2 separate regions of the Gossypium hirsutum genome follow, and region 1 is linked to region 2. Evidence: chromatin contacts called from public Hi-C data. All regions are on one chromosome and are shown on one strand. The core of a region is the stretch at or near the end of the contact, and the rest is flanking DNA. Distances in the headings are between cores, read along the strand shown. Region 1 holds the start of LOC107959940 (protein TIFY 6B). Region 2 holds the start of LOC107955709 (microtubule-associated protein 70-4).

The links. Hi-C and Micro-C count contacts between places; a contact is called where the count stands out from the background.
Region 1: a contact with region 2 is called in a Hi-C map of leaf, with 2.8 times the contacts expected there. The contact joins the promoter of LOC107959940 here to the promoter of LOC107955709 in region 2. A contact is called at or near these places in 9 of 34 Hi-C or Micro-C datasets (callus, leaf and petal).

What each region holds. Positions count from the first base shown.
Region 1 is chrA05:48,496,289-48,498,988 of Gossypium_hirsutum_v2.1, forward strand. LOC107959940 (protein TIFY 6B) reads left to right here and starts at 1,419. Exons shown (of 7, transcript XM_016896111.2): 1 at 1,419-1,751; 2 at 1,904-2,082; 3 at 2,314-2,591; 4 at 2,690-2,700. The coding sequence starts at 1,679.
Region 2 is chrA05:47,923,382-47,926,081 of Gossypium_hirsutum_v2.1, forward strand. It overlaps LOC107955709 (microtubule-associated protein 70-4), which reads right to left and starts at 1,311. Exons shown (of 13, transcript XR_005926407.1): 1 at 585-1,311; 2 at 385-470.

The DNA of each region.
Region 1 (2,700 bases), core at 169-2,668, 570 kb after region 2:
CTTAAAACTCCATCACAAACAACTTTTTTACAAATAAATATATAATCTTAAATATTAAATCTAAAGATTAACAATAGATTAAAATATAAAAATATATATAATATATAAATTATTATTACAAATAATAAAAACATACCTTAAAACTATAACAATTTTTCCTCCCAAAATTCCAACTCAAAATAGCAAACTATAATAACAAAAAAAAAATTCTCTTCTTTACTTTTGAAATTTCAATTGGGGGAGAGGGACCGGTTTATATAAATAGAAGAAGGGAAAGAAATAAAAGAAAAAAAATAGTTTGGGGTGTGAGCTCGTGATTGATTGGTCACGTTGAACGGCAGGGTGTTAGCCTGTCAAGTGGCACTAGGTTGACACCCTACCGTTCATCGTGACCAATAGGTCACGGGCTCACCATCCAAGCCATTTTTTTCAGCTTCCTTCTTTTTCTTCTCTCTCTTTTCGACTTTTTTTCCTTGTCCGTAACTTCTTTTTTTTTTTTGAAAAAAGACATTGATGTTACCAATGTGTTAAGCGACACCAAAAAGATTATTATTTTTATCTCGTATACCATTTCTACTATATTTGGGAGGAAATACAAATATTTTTTATAAATATTTGTCGGTGCCGCCAATTTGCCAGGCATCAGCATTTAAAAAAATTATTTTTTTCTAACTATATGATTAGCTAATGATTGGTGACAGAGTTTGGGTGGTGCTGCCTGACAGTGTAGTTTGTAATTAATTTGTCTGTCATACCATTTTCGTTTTTTGTTTTGTATTAATTTTGTAAAAAAAACTCTTTAAACGGATCTATCACATCAATCTAAAATAATATATATTAATATTTATCGAATGACTTAATTTTTTTAAAAAATTTACATCAAATTTGATAAGCATAATTTGTATGGATAGAATATGAAATATTACAGTTGAATAATTAAAATATTAATTGTACAAAACTACGTAGAAATGTGTAAAACTACTTTAATTTTATATCAATATATTTTATATCGGTGTAAGTATATCCCTCCTCTTAATAAATTATTTTGTTAAATTCTGTTTATATAGATAATAATAGAAGCTAGTAGAGAACTGGTGTAATATTTTAATTAGTTAATTTTATTTTTGCACATATTTTAATATATGAGAAAGGAATAACTAATTCATTACTCTCGTAATTTTTTAACAAAGAGAAAGTTTATATTTATTTTGATGATGTTGTATTTTTTATTAGAGATTTTGTAGGTGAGTCATGTGAATTTAAGTTCCCAATTTTCCAATTGGGTGTGAGTCAATCAATGATAGGGTAGGGTAAAAAAGTTAAAAAGTAAAAGAAGAGAGAAAATGAATGCCGTACAACATACGTCACGGCGCTGTAAAAATCCTATCTTATAAAACTCCCGCATGTTAGGAAAAAAGAGATTTAAAAAAGAAAAAAAAAACACTATCACTGTCTGCTCGCCTCTGTTTATTTTTCTGTGGTTGCAACTTGCGCATAAAAGCTTTGGCCTTTCGCTTTGCCTTTGGTTATTTTCCTTCTTTGGTGGTTAATAATAAAGAAAAAAAAAAGGAAAAAAAGAAGGGATTTAAGAAAGTGAAATCCTCTTGTTTATGGTTTTTAAGGTGGGTTTCGCTTCAAATTTTGATTTGATTAAGAATAAATTGAAAGGAAAAAAAAAATGGAGAGAGATTTTCTGGGTTTGAACTCAAAACAATCCTTCCCTTTGGTTAAAGAAGAAGTTGAAGAAATTGGTGTGTATTTTCTCCCCTTTTTGCCTCTTTAAACCTTTCTTCTTTTTTCTTCAATCAACTCTCCATTTAGTTTAAGAAACTTCCTTTCTTTGGACAACCATGTTAAAGATTCCAGTTTTAGTAATGGCGTTGTTTTGTTTGGGATTTGATAGGTTTTACCAAAAGCTTGGGGATTCAATGGCCAATTTCAAACAAGGTTTCTTCAGCTGTTCCACCACAGCAGATGAGTTTTGATTTTGCTCAAGTAGATAACGCTAAAAGAATTGGATATGATTCAATAGTATCCCCTGCTTTCATGCATATCTCACCACCAGATGCTGCTCAACTTCAGGTTTGCTTTCATTTCCCTTGCTTCTACTTTAGGCATAGATACAGAGATATCAACTTTTTCTGAACCTTTTTAAACATTAAGTATTTGTATAAAACATGATTATAGAGATACGACTCTGGAAACACGGATGTACATGTTTTTAGTATTTATTGATTGAGAATGTCTCCTACTGTGTGTGAATACTAAACTGGTACTGCTTTCTCTCTTCCCATGTTGGTCTTCACCATCTAGAAATCCTTCAATCACAACAGGCAACGAGTAGGCAATCATTTCCCATTCACAGCTGCTTCTGTTCAGCATGATGCACATCATGTTCAACGGCCTTATGACATGAAAATGTTTCCGGTCTCGAACCAATCAGTTCCCGTTTCAACCACCAACCCATTTATGAATAATCATTTCACTACTACTGCTATGAAATCACAATTGCTTGGAGGAATTCCAGTTACGAGTCCGCCGCATTCGGTTCTTCCCACCCTCAGTTCCTTTGGTGGAAGCATCGAACCACGGTAAGTTTAATGATTTTAAGCTCGAGTAGAGTTGCTTTTATCGAAAAGGTTGACAACAGGTTACTGAACTTCGGTCGTAATTTTGCCATCCTTATTAGGAAAAGTGTCA
Region 2 (2,700 bases), core at 61-2,560:
TCTACGTAATTGGAGAGTCCGTGGAGCGTCATCATCTCCATAGACCAATGTATGGATGCGCATCAGCACTAATAATTCATGAAAATTGAAGAGTGGAGAAACATAGCAAACAGCCCCTTCTTCCATCAGTTTCAGCAGATTATCCATCACTAAACTTCAAATAAATTGAGTTCTTTTTCCCCAGAAATCAAACATCCAAAAAAGGGGAGGAAAAGCAGTGAACTTTCCACTAAGAACAGACATAATTTAACGAAAAATAAGAAAATTTCAAAACATTTCGAAATAAATTACTACTTTTAACTACCAGTATTACTAAGGCGTTTTCACAATTTAATTATTTTATTAAATTAAAACCTAATAATTAATAATAATAATTTAATCAACCTCTTCGACAGCCTTTTCTCTTAGCCTTTCAGACATCCTTAATGCCTTAATTTCGGCTTGTGCTTCTCCCAATTCTCTATCTTTATCTGTAAACATATCCAAAATATTAAAATAAAAGGAAACGGTTAACCGTTAACTAAAAGCAGCTAAATTGAACCGAATCGAGGCGAAAAACAACTAGATCGAGCCACATTCCAGACCTCTAACTTCATTCTCCAACCGATTAAGCTCAACTTTCACCGGATCCGAACCGTGAAGCAACGTAATGAAGTCGTTATCCGCATCGAAGCTAGGTCTGACAGTTCTCCTCCTCGACGAACCTTTCCCTCCACTCTCCTTAAACGACGCCGACACCGCCAAAGGCGGAGGTGCTCCCGACGTGGTCGAAGTCATCCTCACCGGCGACTCACTTCTCGCATTGCCTGTTACCTCTGCCGCTTCGCCGGCAATCTCCGCCATCTCTGATCCAAACACTTCCTCTCACCACTTCAAATACAAAAAAAAAAAAGAAGAAGAAGAAAAGTAACTCTTTCCACGCAGAGTAGTTCTCTTCACATCTAAACCTTGAAGTGGATCCAAAACGATAGGGTTTGAAAATCAGTTGAAATACACAACTGCTCAGCAGATTCTCAGATAATAGAAAAGATAGAGTGAAGAAGAATGGCTTTAGAGCTGAGACAGAGATAAATCAGTTATATATAAAATAATAATAATGTTATTATTATTATTTTCTCTCTGTAGATTATGGATTTTAAAATCTGGTTACAATGACAGAGTGAGGAGAGAGAAAGGAAGAGAAATGAGTGATGGAGACTTAATTAATTAAATTAAATTAATGGAGTTGCTGAAATTAGAGATTACTGTGTGTGTTTAAGAAGTGAAATCTGCTGCTGGTTGCGCTTCGAAAATTGATTCCACCTCTTTCTTTTTCCGATGCTTAAAATTGCGACAGCCTTTTTCTATTTTCTCTTTTCTAAAATTACGTTCGCGATAAAAATTAAAATATATCTTTCAGAATTTTCCAAATATTTTTTGACTTCTGATTATTTTTAATTAAATAACAAATTACATTCACAATAAAAATTAGAATAAAACAAATTATAACTGGGATTCGAAATTTGCTATTTTTGGTAGCTGGCGTGTCTCGGTTACTTTACCCAAAGGGGAAAAGTTTGATAGAAAATCTCTATAAATATTATTGGCAACTCGGATTTAGCATTAAGCAATAGTGTTTGAACTTTGTCCTATTTGTGCAATTAATTATAAATATAATATTATGTTGTGCACATTATGATTAGAGTTACATATAAATCGGATCAATTGAAATTCGATTTCAAAATATATTTTAAGTTAAAAGTCCATTTTCAGCCTGAGTTAGACTGTTGCTCGTTTTATTATTTTAAAATAATAAAATAATAAAATATATTTTAATTGTTATTTTATGTTTTTTTATTTTTTTATTTTTTTAAAAAATAATTTTTATTATTTAAATTAAATTTAAACTGAGTTAAACTGAATCGACCTAAAGTGAAAAATTATTATCTAAACCTAACTGAAATTGGGTTAGGTGAATTATCTAACTTTTGAAGAGGTCTAATCACAAATTATTGTGATACGTGAAAACATTTATGTCCAACAAAACCAAATGCTAAGGTTTTACAAAATATAATTTAAATCAAAATAAATTTTATTAGAGACTCACACATAATTTATATTACATGTATCTCAAATTTTTAATTTTAAAAGTTTTATTTTTACAATTAAATTAATAACGTATTAAAAGAATTTGAGTTTTTTTATTTTTATTTTTTAAGAATGTATTCAAAAAATTACTGGACAATTGGATTTGGTGCAAGTATTTGTAGATACAAATATGTGGTATGTTTGATTTACACTATCCACTTCTCAAAAAAAGTGTGAGAATTGGGTAATCACACAAGTAATTTATAAATAATTATACTCAAATCAAATGATCATAAAAAATTTTAAACATATTCTTGAATTAAGTTTAAAATGTTATTTTTATACATTAATAATATTAGTGTTTTAATTTTTTTAAGTTATATTTTATTTACTAATCTTATTAAAATAATTTGAAATTTTTATTAACAAAAGATAATTTTTCATACATTTTGACATGCTAAATAATTAATAAAATTATATATTATTTATTACTAATTATTTATACTTAATTAAGAACCAATCAATAATAACAACTAGTATACATTATGAAATGTTAGAGTAATTAGATAAAATTCTATTATATTGTCAAATTTTTTTGGTCTAGCATATTACATACGATGGTTTAATTTTAAA